Linked DNA regions of Mus musculus: region 1 is linked to region 2. The links are chromatin contacts, called in public Hi-C maps. All regions are on one chromosome and are shown on one strand. The core of a region is the stretch at or near the end of the contact, and the rest is flanking DNA. Distances in the headings are between cores, read along the strand shown.

Region 1 (7,075 bases), core at 3,382-5,881, 150 kb before region 2:
ACCCTGGACCGTATCAAGTTGAGAGTTGAAGCCTTGACGTAAACAGAGCAAGGAAAGTATTTGGAAATGAAGGGGTTAAGGTGGCATGTAGTCCACAGTTCACTGTGAGCTTTGTATCACTGGCCGACCACTTCCGTAGTCTTGAAACAGGTGGTAGCATCTCACTTCAGCCCTCTAACTGTCCTCAGTGGCTGCGACCTCTCTGTATGTCTGTCTGTCCAGCTAAACTGATGTTGCCTTCACAGCTTCTGTGATTGGCTTTTTTACGCCGAATCAGGGAGCTGTGACGTTCAATACCGATGGGCTCTTTGTAACTGAGCTAGGAAGGCTCACCGATGAACATGCAAAATCCATCTTGAGCGATTCTTCTATCTCAGCATGCAATCCCTAAAGTGAACTTGTAGCATCCATTTTTCCAGAGAGTTCTGGGTCAGGGCTATGGGCACGAGCACTTGTTCTCAGGTCCTGTGCCTACGTTACTCAGTGTGCCTCTCTGGAGTTCCTTTTTGTCTGCCTATTGGTCTGCTGCTTCAGTCAACCCATCCCAATATCAGGACTCAAGGTTGAGAAATTCAGTTGTCTTCTGTTATAACTTACAATCCTACCTCATGGGCTAAAAAATGAATTCTGTAAACTAAACTTCCTACGTCTGTCCAGGTCCTCCGTTGCTATATCCACGCTGCCTAGTGTGGCAGGTCCTTCATAAACGTTATTGCCTTTGTCCATGAGTGGATAGAGGAGTGGTACATGTTCTGATCTGGCTTTGCAGGGTGCAGAATCTGTTTTCCAGCCAAGTTAAGGCTGGCAGCTGCCGTTTGGAGTCCACTTTGAATACAGAAGATTGAGATTATACATCGCAAACTCAGGTCTTAGAACGGATGGCTCCGGTCTCTTCCTCTCCAGGACAGTGGCTCACAGGAGCTTTTTATTCTCTGGCATAGTTGCCCTCAGGACTGCCCACTTGCCTAATCAGCTTAAGCTCTTCCCTCTTAGACCTCTAATCCCATTTCCCCAGCCGAGAGGCAGGAGGATGGTAGTAACCTTGTCCCGCAGCTACTAAAAGATGCTATCTCCCTGCGCACACACAAAAAAAGTACTTATCTTTTTCCCTGCAAAAGGATGATTAAGAAGAAATTTAATATTCGTGTATTCCTTTTATCTTTCTGTGATATTTCTTCATGTCTTGTAGTGTAGTCAGGAGAGGGACAGGCTTTTTTCTTTTTTTGTTTTTTAATCGTAGCCATTGCTGATTCTATTCTGCTGATTTTCAGCATCCTAACCACAGGAGGCTTGCTCTCCCATGCTTGCTCGCATCTTACCAGCACATTATGGACCCTGGTTGCTTAGAAGGGGAGACAACAGTAAAAATGAAGCCACCTTGGATATGTGCTATTTTCCAGATAAACAACCAGATTAGCTTGAGATGGTCGCGTTTCAGGTATTTGCTCACCACGGCCTTGTCTGGATGCCTGCAGGTCAAACTTTGCTATTGGTTTTATTTCTCTGTAATTTACAAGTACAGAAGGGGCTGCACCAAGGAGGAGCCCATCACAGTCCACTTATAAACAGGCAGCCAGTCCTGATGCTTTCGTGTCCTGCTGTATGTGCTAATGAAGGCCCAAGAAGTGCTAATGAAAGGGAGGAAGATTTAACCAGAACCTTCCCAGGCTCCTCATAGCTGCCTGTCCAGCCATAAGGGGCTTCCCTATGCCCCCCCACACACCCCGCTTTTGTGGCTGGGTTTGAATGTCTGCTGGTAGATGTCTGTGCCTTAGAGAGTGCAGGTGCACCTGTCATTCTTGGAAATTCCTGTGTGTCTGAGGCACCAGGTCCCAGCTCACAGATCCCGTCATCATTTTGTCCTCTGTTTCTGAAGACCAGTCCTAAACAATGCATCTTAAAAATTGAAGAGGAGTTATTGCTTGTTAAAACAAAACAAAACAAAACAAAACAAAACAAAGGCCCAAATGCTAAAAGCCTTCTTTATGTCTGGTTGCAGATGAAAAGATTCAAGCACAACCAGCCCTAGGTATTGATGAGGCAAATGGATGAATATGGAAACGCGCTCGTGAAGATGCACCCTGTCATTCACGAGAGCAAATTATATTCCCAGTATAATTACAGCTATTAAAAAAAAAAGCCTTATGTGCAGGAAGAACCTGAAAGCAATGAAATGAAGGAAGACTTTTTATTTTTGTTTTCTTTAATTTTCTGAGCTGTTCAATATATGTGTTTTTTAAAAGCAAAATGATCTCACAGGCATTTATTCTTGCCCGATAATAACATAAGGATCGTCAAAACAATATGAATGAATGCTTCCGAAATATATTCTCAGCAGAAGACACCTTAAAGATACAAGCTGTATTGTCTTCTCAGCTTCCTATTTCCTGACCGATTTTACTTAGAAACACTTCGTAGTAGGGTGCTATCTCCTCTCAGCGTGACCTGATCCAGTTGACTTTTGGCTTTGTTTTAGAATGATTCTTTTCTGCATCATCTAAGGTGAGGTTCATTTGTTCATCAAAACCAACAATCTAACCCTCTGTCCACGTATTCACAGAGCCATGCCTGAATCTGAGATCTACTCTGCAAGTGTCTGAAGATGAGGTTGGTAGGCTGTGCAGTCACCTTCTGCATCTCCTAACTCTGGTCAGGGACACCGTGGTGGACCCTCACAAAGACCACATGCATCTACACCATCACATATTTTTAATCTTATTATTTTTTTTTAGCAGAATTGACTTTCTTTGTATAATAAACACTATATAGTTGAACATTTAAAAGTGACGGAGACTTGGGAAGCTAAGAGTGGTTGCCATGACAGTAAAAAGTTATGCTTAAAATACAACCTTTTGGGGTCTAGAGTTACTGGCTTTTGTGAAGATTTTCTTGGAGCAGGGTTGCCAAAAGGTGATAGAATTTTCAACTAACACTTCTCCTTTCTGTTCTCAGCTTTTAAGTGTCAACCCTAAACCAGAAGTGCAGAAACTGATGGTAGGGTGTGGGGTGGGGTCTGAAGGGTTCTGGGATGGGCTAAGGAAACTTGGAGGAGGGCCCAGAACAATAATGAACTAAGTTACTGGGTCTCCAGACAGTCCTTGCTGTCTTTGTCACTCATGTCATCTTTTAGAGATCTGTAGATGCAAAGCTAACCTAGAATATTTAACAAACTCGCCCCATAATAACGGCAATCAGGGATGTAAACAAACCACAGGAGATAACAATGGTTGATGTAATTTTGTATTTCCTTTTGAATGACTTACAATGATCTTCTTGGATAAGTAGATTCTGAATTCTTTTCTCTCTTTTACCTTTTTTTTTTTTTTTTTTTTTTGCTATTGTTGTTGTTTGTTTCTGAGGGAGGATGGGAGGATTTCATGTATCCCCATCTGGATTTGAACTCATTAGGTAACCTTGAACTTATGATCATCCTGCCCCTGCCTCTCTGCCTCCCAAATGCTGAGGTTACAGAGATAGATGCCTCACTGCACTTGGTTCTTGACAGTGCAGGAGGGCTGGAGTGATGGCTCAGCCATTGAGGGCTAGGCTTATCAGCACAAAGACAGGGGTGTGCAATCACTATGGGTTGTGGAGATGGAGCAGGAGTGATTACTGCCCCTGCTGCTTACAAGCTGTAAACCTGTGAAAGTCAAACTTTTCTCATCTATAAATGGGGAATACTAGAACCAAGAGTAGCTCTCACCATGGCTTGTGGTTACTGAATGAGAGATGATGAGCATGAAGGCTTCTTGTATGTTATATGTTGTGGCGCTTGGTGGACGATAGTTATTATGAGGGACTGTGAAATGGAGAAGTCTTATGGAAAACCCCACTGGGCACTTAGCCATGGACCATGGTATGTCATGTTCTAGCTTGGAAGAGAAATTCGTCTCAAGTCTGTGAGAGGACAGCAGAGTGCTAGGAGCCCAGCTGCCTGGTAAGCCGTTCTTTCTGCTGAACCCCAAAGCAGAGAGAATCGTAACAGGCATTATAGAGCCTAACGACATTAATTAGAATTGCAGAGCTCTAAACTAATTATCTTTTGTTTTGGTCTCCTTTGTTTAATACTTTACAATTTGTAATGGATCTCTTGAGCATTTTGAAAGAAGTAGAGACTGAGGAGAGTGTATTTGTGGGTATCAAGCGTGGGTCTGTTTTCAGGAATGTGCACTCAGAGCTTTACGGCTAGCAGGCGCCTTAGTGTCGGCTGGGGATTGGGTGTGTTGAGGTTTTCCCTGAACAAGGAATATTTAAATAAATATTTTAAAAAATACATTTTTATACACACAAGATATATGCACAAAATGTACACACACACACACACCTGTCTTATTCTTTGCCATACAGTTCATTGCACTGTGGTTTTTGTTTGTTCATCTATTCATCAACATAAAAACCACTAACAGTCCCTTTAATTTATCTTTTAAATTTAGTATTTTTATGTCCAGAATGATGCTGGCATCTGCACCTGCTCTGATAGAGCCTCTCCATGGTTTATGTGTTCAGCGATTACAATCCCAGTAGCCCCACCCACAGAGAAAGCGTCTCACATGTCCCATCGATGGCACACTCTCCTGCTTAGTTTCCACAAGTGCATATTGCATTGTGTCAATCTCCGAGTTGTAAAGCAATCTGATAGACTATAAGGGGAGATGACCGTTGGACGTCTCACACACAAACATTCCGAGAAGGAAGTGTTTCGCCTTGGAGTATGAGGAAACAAGTCTAAAATGTGTCGTGAGTTCACTACGATGTCTTATAAACACAGTCCTCGTTTTCCTCTGGCTGTTTTTTTTTTTTTGTCTTGTTTTCATCTTAGCTGAACTCACCGGTCTCAGTTAGGGTTCTGTTGCTGTGAACAGACACCATGACCAAGGCAACTCTTATAAAGCCAAACATTCAGTTGGGGCTCACTTATAGTTTCAGAGGTTCAGTCTATTATCATGGTAGGAAGCATGGCAGCATGCAGGCAGGCATTGTGCTGGAGTAGCTGAAAGTTCTACATCTTGATCTGAAGGCAGCTAGAAGGTGAATATGTCTTCCGCAGACAGCCAAGAGGAGGCTCTTTTCCCACAGGGGTGGAGCTTGAGCATAGAAACCTCAAAGCCTATCTGCACAGTGACAGACTTCTTCCAACAAGGCCATGCCTACTCCAACAAGGCCACACCTCCTAATAGTGTCACTCCCTATGGCCAAGCATTCAAACACGTGAGTCTGGGGGCGGGGGGGGGGGGGGTGCAAACCTATTCAAATCACCTTAAAACCAAAATGGAAATCCAGTGTAAGAACTTTATTCTTTTAAAAACTCGTCATTCCCAGACAAACCTGTTCAGCGCCAGTAAATTTAAAAATGTGAATTTGGTCACTTGAATTTTTTTTAACATTTATATAGTTATATAGTTTGTATGCACATGGCATGAACATGGCACTCACATGCATAGCACTGGCCTGTGTGGAGACCAGAGGACAATGTGTGAGCGTTGGTATTCTTCTTTACCACGCACATTCTGGGAACTGAACACAGGCCGTCAGGCTTGCTAGTAAAGCACCTTTACCAGGCGGGCCATTTCACCAGTTCCTAAAAACTCGAGTTTAGATGAGAAGCAAGTTAAGATTGTTCTCAACGATATATTTCCAGAAAGTTCCTGAGTGGCAGCAACTTTCATCGTGAACAGCCCACGGCTTGCTTTACTTTAATTCTCTGAGGACTTAGTTCCTCAGAACGAGAAGGTTATAAATGAGCTCGAAAGCCTCCCTGCTGCAAGTTCCTTTTCAAAATGCCTCACTGCTGGGTGTGGTAGCGCATGTCTGGAATCCTAGCACTTAGAAGCTAGAGGATTCGGTGCAGTTTGAGGCCAGCCAACCAGGACTATGTAGTGAGGCTATCTGAAACAAACCAACAAACCAAACCAAATCAAAAGTTAAATAAGCCCAAAAGTTATTACAGTTTCCTATTCTTCAGCCCTGGCTTTGACACGCAGAAAGCTGGTTCCTTTGACTCAGCACATCACATCCTATAATGGCTGAACCTTTCAGGAGATGGGGAATCGACCAGATGAATGCCTCCTCTTTCTAGAAGATTCTAGTCTGGCTACATGGGTCTGACACTCTGGAGCTCACTGTCAAGTACAGAGACTCAGAGGTCCTATTTGGTTGTACACCTAAAGTGGGCAAGTTAAAGGCTACGGACAAACAACTCAGAAAGCTGTGTCCTCAAATGCAAATAACTCACTCTAGCACAGCACCAGAAATAATTCAGATTTTTAAAGACTTCACTTGAATAGTTGGGAATAGAAAACAATTATAGAAATATTTATAGTAGGCACAAACTCGCACATAAAATCAAAGAACTTTGAGCAAGCTTGTTGCTGTTACTCTTTAAACAACTGGCATAAATAATTGTTTCTTGTACTTCTGACCATTTAACGCTAACCAAGTCATGCCTAGTGTATAAATGTCTTAAAACTCATTTTTTTTTTAAATCCATTACATTTAATTCTGGACTAAAAATAATAGTAGTGATGTTCAGGACATCTTTGAATATAATAAGATCATAAGGGGCTATTTGTAGGGATATGTACATGGGAAATTTGCATATCACTTTCAAACAGCAGGAAAACTGTTATTTCAATGTGGTAGCCCTAGTCCCGTACAACTGGACATGGTCACTAAGACCGCTAAGTGTGTCCTGGGAATCAGAGAGGAAAGCTGCCTTGCCGAACCATTCAGCTAGCCACGAGATTCTGTCAGGATGGGTGAGGTCTCAGAGTGGGTTTGGAAGTGATGTCAAGAAGCAAGTCACTTAATGGCTGGCCCCTTTCAGTTCTCAGGGCTGAGTACAGAAGGACCTTTGAGCGGATTTCTGTCTGTAGGATTTGGTAGCTCTATGTGAAAGTCCTCATCATGTTAGTGTGGGGATTGCCCCAGTAGCTTCTGATGTATGTATGACAGCCATGGCCCTCTTCTAGGACGCTCTCCTTGTTCTCTGCCCTGATCAGAGGTTTCTTGGGGTCTGGAATTGGAAGATACCCTCCCTCAGACAGTGAGAAGTTCTGTGTTTGTTTAGGATCACTGG
Region 2 (7,441 bases), core at 3,932-6,431:
CTTCTAGATCTGGATGTGGAAGAAAAATAAATACCTTCCATCTTCCAAACCAAGATAGCCCCAGAGAAGGCAGATGACTGTTACAGCCAAGAGAAGAAATTACACAGCCTGCTCAGAGCTGAGCTCCCAAGCCGCTTCTTACTGCTCTGGGGAAGTACACCAAGTCCATGTGGCCACCACTAGGAAAAGCCACCCAGGTTCTTCTAAAGTGACTGGGTGTACCAAGGAAAATTAAATAAAAACACTTCTCCTTAGTGTCACGGATACAGAACAGTGTCCTGGAAGTTGCGGAATGTCACAAGCTCTATAAAATGTACAGTGACATTGTTTAGAATATGAAGCCCTGCTTCTCAATTTTCACTTAACAACCAGAGTCCTGAGTGCAGATAAGACCCTAAAAACGCTCCTAGGCCCCCACAGCAAGCAGATTTTCAAAGATAGATTGACCACATTTGTTCTGTGTGCGGCTGATAATAAGCCACAGGGTGGAATCCCACAGCAGGGGCTGGTGACAGGCATTCACAGAGGCACTGAGCTCATGTTACAATTATTATGGTTCTATATAAAGCCACGGGGGGTGGGGGGAGTCATTTCATGCTCTTAAAACTTACTAGCTAACATTTAAGGAGTTTGTGCAGAGCAGGCTAAGCTCAAACATTTTCTCCTAAACTTAAAATTATTACAGATAGCCGTAAGGAAGTGTTCTGTGTAAGACAATGTTAAAAATAGGATTTTTTTTTTTTTTGGTTGCTTTTCTTAATGCCTAGGATTTTCATGATGTGGTTTGTAGTTCATTTCCCTCGGGTTATATTTAAATAGCATCATCCTGTGCAAGCTTAGGATGGGCTTCTGTGGGTGTGTGGTGGTACAGTGTGGCCTAAGGAGGTTCCCAGCACAGAGAGAGATGGGCAGATAGGAAATCATGGGCAAAATCTAGAGGTCACATATAATGGTACCAAAAGCAGCTCCCCCCCCCCCCCCCGCGTGCTTCAGCCCAGGACAAACTGTATATGTGGATGCGATGCGAACCAGGAGATGGTAATGGGACTAAAAACTCTCACCTAATAAGGTTAAAGCCAGAACACATCAATCACTGGTTTGGGATGGCACTTTGTAAACATGTTTCATCAGCCCTATTAAATAAAGAATAGCATGTATCTAAAATGACATCATGATAAACAGATGTGGGCCTACATTCTGTATTCACTACACTTACTATCATTTTAGAATGTAATGCCTTTATATATATATATATATATATATATATATATATATATATGTATGTATATGTATAAAAGCATGTTAGTGTGTATATGCACCATACATTTATGACATTTGATAGACAGACATTCTTGTTATAAACTTGATCTTGTGTTGTCTTGTTTATTCTGGATTAGGAGGAATGGGCTGCACCACACAGCCAAGGTACGTAGTGGGTAGGTTTATATAAATATTTCCTGTGGTGTCGTCCGTGTAAGGAGGAAATCATCCAAGATGCATCTCTCAGAGCACACACTGTTACCATGGAGGTGAGAGCAGAGAGGGATTGCTTTGCCCCAAAGACATCCTGGAAAACACAACAGCGCTGAAGACCCCGCTACAAGACTTGGATCAAGAGATACTAATGGAGCCGGGCGTGGTGGCGCACGCCTTTAATCCCAGCACTCGGGAGGCAGAGACAGGCGGGTTTCTGAGTTCTGAGTTTGAGGCCAGCCTGGTCTACAAAGTGAGTTCCAGAACAGCCAGGGCTATACAGAGAAACCCTGTCTCGAAAAACCAAAGAAAGAGAGAGAGAGAGAGACTAATGAGCCAAGAGAGGCACACAGAGCCTGCCGGTGGGTAGAGGTGCCACTCTGGAGGTGTGGGATATCGATAATTGACTAGAATTCCACTGATGAGGCACGGCAGGGGTTGAAGGCTGAAGGGGGTGAATGGATTGCAGGGTGGAGCCATGCAGCGTTAAATGCGTTTGTTTCCCTTGAAAAACTATCATCGAGCCATTTAGTAATGGATTAAGTAATGGCATTGTCAGTGCATACCCTTTGCTTTATAGGCTGATTGCACATTGAGCTTGGCAGGTCATTGCTACTGTATATGTGTAACCTTTTGTGAGTAGCGTTGAAAGATTGATTTTTTTTTTTTTTTTTTGAGATAGGTCAAAGATAGTCAGTATGGCCTTGCACTTTCATGTTGTGGAGGGCAAACTTGAACTTCTCGTCCTTCTGTACCTACACCTCTGTGTGCTAGATTGCAGGTGTGGGCCACCACAGCTCGTTTGTATGTGGTGCCAGGGATCCAACCCAGAGCTCAGTGCATGCTAGACAAGCAAGCGCTCTCAGCAGCTGAGCTATATCCCCCTCTGTCCCTTCAGGGTAGAAGTTAATAATCTGCAAGGTGTTGTCAAGGAACTTGTGTGTTCACAGGATCCTACAGTCAGAAATATCTTGGAATTTCAGTTAATGAATCAATGATTATTTCATCTGTAAGCATCTAAGGTGGAATTATGCTGCTTATTTCTCTACGATTGCCAATGTATGTACTTCCGTAACTTCCATTTTACTTTGTAGCCAGGGGATTGTCAAATACACTGTGCCTGGTTCACAGCCCCACACATTATAAATTTTGCCCAATACGTGGGCATCTGCTTGTTCCCTTCATATGATGACAGCTGTCGGCGTAGCAAACTGAGCTTAATGTATTTATATAAAATATAATTCGGGGAGAGTTTTCTTATAGCATAGTTGAAGGTTACTAATTGAATCTTCCGTAGGATGCCAGTGTTTCCTGGCTTCCTGGCACGCTTCGAATGCCATGTGGCTCTCTTTTCCTCTGTCTTTCAATAAGGCTCCGCTCATTTACTTATGTACATAATGGGAGACTGCAAGAGCATATGCTACCCAGAGAGGAGGTTTCCCAGCTTATCAAATCCCCTTTGTTTCTTAAACTAACAAAAGGAAGTTCCTGTGAGTTTCCACTTAGCCACTGTTATTAAGGTGAGGTAACAAGGCAGTCAGTCAAGCTGGGGTCAGGCTGAGCACCAGGCAAGCACCCCAGCTGCAAACCCCTTCTACCTTCTACCCAGAGCAAACAAAGCCATCACCTGAGGCAGCCTGGTTTGTTAGCTTAAAAGTCTGCAGAAAATGGGAGAAAACTCCTGCAGGCTCACTGATGGTATGGAAATGAGGCTGTTTAGGGTGTAGAACAGGAGCCCTATCTAATCGCTCACAAGCCCGCTGGATAGAAATAGCGTAAGCACTCAGAGTCATGGTAACCATGGAGGAACTGCGAAAAGTATTATGGTTTAGTCTGTTTACGAACACAGCGCACTTACAGTACATGTTATAAGTATTGGTGCACAAGCTGGTTTTTTTTTTTTAAAAAAAGAACTAAAAATAAGCCTTAGTACATAAAAAGGAAATATCCAATTATCTAAAAAGCGTCACTGTTCCCTGACAGCACAACTTACCCGAAGCTCTGTTGCAACACTTTCTGTCTCCTTTATTCAAGGAAATAATTTCCAATACAATTTAAAGAAAATGACCACAATGGCCCGTGATGAGTTATTATTATCTGCCCCGCTTTCAGATAAGGAAATGGTAAATAATTTCTCCAAGGTTACATAATTTCAGACAATCCGATATTTATCAATGACCAAGGTTTTTTTCTCGTGCAATCCAATGGTAGAAGACTTTCCTCTCTGGGATTTCAGAGATGTTACTGCTATGTGTCAGCGTTCTAGGGGTTATGCATAATTCATCTGCACGCCGTATGCCTTCAGCTTCGCAAAAGAACATTTCCATCTTTGTATTACCTTGTCTTTTAAATCCCAGCCATCTTGCTGTACACGTCTCAGTGCAGGCTACCAGCATTTTCATCTGTTTCTGGGTAACCAGAGCTACAACGTAGGAAAATCTAATGAGGGAAAAAGGGCTAAGCCAACTAAGCTGCTGTCTCCGTCAACTCACTTTCTCTTGCTGGCTATATTTACTTTTTCTCCCCCAAGGAAAGATGTCAATCAACTTTATAAGCACAGGTCCAAAGAGAGGAGAGCATCTTAAAACTCCAGTCATTATAGAATCTGTTCACAGTAGGGTGTGTCTCAAAGGAAAAAAATATTCCACCAATGCTGGTAGAATATGGAGAAACTAATATCTAATGTGGTTAGAAAATAATTTATATTCACCTTTTACCTGGTGCTGGGGAGAATCACAAAGTACTAATTTTGCTCTGATTTATCCGTGTGTAGCCATCTCTTGGATTAGTGTCAATATGGTGTCCCTCAACCTTTGACTCAGCACATCCATGTGCTTACATTTAAAACGGGCTTTCCTGTGGCATCAAGGAGTTTGAGCCTTTCCTTTTATCTGCTGTGACATCTTTGCCAATTTCACTGGAGATCTTATACCATTTATACCTAATGGGATTGTTACTAATTTACATGCAGTTGGATTCATAAATACTGCTTACTGCCATACGTATATCCACACCCAGTTTTTTTTTTTCTCTGCCTACTTTGAGGATAATTAAATATCTTTAATTACTCTATTTTATCTTCGTGATTGGTTTAATAGCTACATTGCTTTCACGGGTTACCTATAACAAATTATCTCAGTATGTTTTAAAACAACAGATACTTACTTATAGACATTAAAAATTAAGGTGTCAGCAGAGTCGGGCTCCAGATAAAGGACTTGCCATGCATTTTCTTAGTCTCTGTTCATTATCAGAAGTCCTTGGAGTCTCTTGGTTTATAGCTATAACACCCCATTTTCTGCCTCTGTCCTAGTGACCCTCTCCCGTGTGTGTGTGTGTGTGTGTGTGTGTGTGTGTGTGTGTGTGGTCTGCAGATCCACTTTCCCTTTTAAAAAATTGCAATCTCTGGGTTGAGGGACCACCAAGTACTTTAACTTTAAAGTGTGTAACTTTAGCTGATCTGTAAGGACTCTATTTTCAAATAAAGTCACATTCAGTTAGACCTGTAATGAGAAGAGGATTTTTGGAGAACACTCTTTAGCCATATATACAAGTACTCACACACAAAAAAACACACACACACACATATGTATACATTCATATACACATTCATACATACGCACACACACATATATTCATGACTACTCTAAAGTTTATAGTATAAACCTCTAACCAATCCCAGTTTACTATCAGTAACCTTCTGCTACCACATCCTCTATAGTGTCAGATCTCAACCAGTGTACATTTCCCCTCATACCTGGCCAAGCACGGAGTACTATATGTTAAGCTTCCAGAGTATCTCCCACATCTGTTTCCTCTTCTGAATTGCTACTGATATCAAGGTAAGTCCCCATTGGTTCTTGCCTTCTGTTCCCAAGAGCCTAAGTTTGATCAGTTTCCTGAGACATCAGGGGCTACTGTCATTTTCTCCTAGGTTCCATGTCATGTATAACTGTATTCCTTGCCTACAGGAGTCTTGAAGGTTTTCCTGCTTGTTTTATCATTATTTCCCTTTTGAGACCCAACTGAATCCAGCCTTTCTTCCATCTCCAGTAGAGTGTTCTGTAGCCTCTTGCCCAAGCCCCAGCCCCACCCCCACCCCCTTCCTTTTCATTGGCTAATCTGTGTGTCATTTCCCTCCCTGGGGGATATAGGGGCCTTTGAAGAGGCATCTCAATTGTCTGTGAACATAGCCCTGTTCATTCAGTTTTTACTGCATGAAGCTATTGGTGACATGAGAGGTGTCTGCACCAGCCCTTACTATTCACTAAGAATCACATACAGCTGGCTAAGTGGTCCCTTAGTAGGTGCGGTGATAAATTCTGTCTAGCCTGCAGAAGTCCTTTCAGTATTAACTTTTAAGTTAAGCACTTTACAAGTCCGAATAGTTTGGGCCATTTCAAATAGTAAATGTGGATGTGGTTCATTCTCCATGTGTTTCCACACAAATATTAGAAATAAGGAAGCATTAATGCCAAAAGATGGACTGGACAACAATCCATTGTGACCAAAAAATCTGTTTATTGTATTTTGTTCTGCTACATTAAAGCACTTCAAACAAGGAAAGGTGGAAGACCTTGTGTGGACAATCTTGACTAAAAACACTAGCCTGCTATAGACATTTTGTGTCTTGTTAGAACTTGGATAACACCTCGCTACAATTCTCTTTTCTTGGGATGTCTCACAATGTCATTCTTTACACATGGCTTTTTTTTTTTTTTTTGACTAGAGAAATCAAACCAAATCCAGCTATAATGGTGGATCTACAGAGCAAGGGAACATTTTGCTCATATCCATATAGTGGAAGAATATTCTAAAGTAAAAACAGTAATTCCTTACATTTCTCACTGTCAATGGAAACAAAATTGAAACAATGTGTTGAGATGGAGCAGGGATTCTGTGGAGCCTCCAGGGTCTGTGGTGCAAAGATGCACCTGCTTGGCACCTGCTTCCCTTGGCAGCAATGTGGGGTGCCTCATTCTTCCCTCCAGGGAGCCCTGTGCAAAGACTGTGGGGCCTACCACTAGCAAAGTGTTGTAACAAGGGAGTTCCATCAAGCTGCACACTCTCCACCAAACTCAAGATAAGTGCACCATATAAACACTTTGCAACTTTGTCTTCACAAGAGCTCATCCAGAAAGGCACTGCTGTCTGCTGGAGGATAGCCCCTCCCTAATTTTACACATGTCATTATCTCTGGAAGCTGTAAATGTTGCCTTATTTGTAAAAGGAGTCTGTAGAGATCATCACATTACAGATTTTGAAATAAGCAGGGCATCCCAAGTCATCCAGCTGGGTCCTGCAGACCATCACAAATGCCATACTCCAAAAAGAGCAGATACAGAAGAGCAAGAGGCCAGGACTAGTAGTCCAGCCACCAGGGCTGGAAGCGGGCTCTCCACATAGCTTCTGGTGGGAGCACCGTTCTCCCACTGGTGTATGCTTTTAGCATAGTGGGGCGTGCTGATTTGGGTCTTGGGCCTCCTGAACAGTAAGAGAATAAATGTCTGTTGTCCAAGTCATGAAGTCTGTGCAGTGGAGACACAGATGTGTGAGATTACTCTTACATTTACAGGAGGAGGAACCGAGTCTTGGAGACATGATTCACCTACTCACAGTTGTCAACTTTAGGATAAATGGAGCTGACACTTTGGGTCAATCTTTTACCCTATGTGTGGGAAATCATCTTCTGCCTAGTAGGGAAATACTAACTTGTTTCCATGGCTGGTAACAGCTGGATGGGAGTCAGCCAGGGTCTCAAACAGTCTAGCATTTTGCTTCTATCTGCCTTGGAGTCATGAAAATCACAGGAGGTCCAGGTTCCTCTCAAAAGATTGACATCTCAGCTAGAGAAGGCTGATGCTTCTCCAGGCCACAGGATGTAGTTGGCAATGGGGGTGACTGTTCTGGTTGCTCACTTTTGATCTGCACCATGAAGGGAGTTGGATCACATAGCCCAGAGATTGAT

Evidence for each region. A called contact is a pair of places that touch in the nucleus more often than the background predicts.
Region 1: a contact with region 2 is called in a Hi-C map of the G1E-ER4 cell line, with 4 times the contacts expected there. The contact joins two enhancer-like sites. A contact is called at or near these places in 1 of 39 promoter capture datasets (the C10 cell line), 1 of 484 Hi-C or Micro-C datasets (the G1E-ER4 cell line) and 3 of 115 datasets of contacts at active chromatin or transcription factors (large pre-B cells, pancreatic cancer cells and stem cell-derived neural progenitor cells).

The regions. Positions count from the first base shown.
Region 1 is chr11:108,292,062-108,299,136 of GRCm38.p6, reverse strand. All of the region lies in intron 2 of Prkca (protein kinase C, alpha), which reads left to right. Among named protein-coding and RNA genes, the nearest start is that of Prkca, 48 kb to the left of the region's middle. Within about 2 kb of position 4,631, at least 16 of the 459 cell types and tissues checked have an H3K27ac peak or open chromatin away from gene starts, as enhancers often do. A contact at or near this core is called in the G1E-ER4 cell line, where this site is marked.
Region 2 is chr11:108,141,726-108,149,166 of GRCm38.p6, reverse strand. The region is part of intron 3 of Prkca (protein kinase C, alpha); the gene reads left to right. Among named protein-coding and RNA genes, the nearest start is that of Gm11655, 27 kb to the left of the region's middle. Within about 2 kb of position 5,181, at least 3 of the 459 cell types and tissues checked have an H3K27ac peak or open chromatin away from gene starts, as enhancers often do. A contact at or near this core is called in the G1E-ER4 cell line, where this site is marked.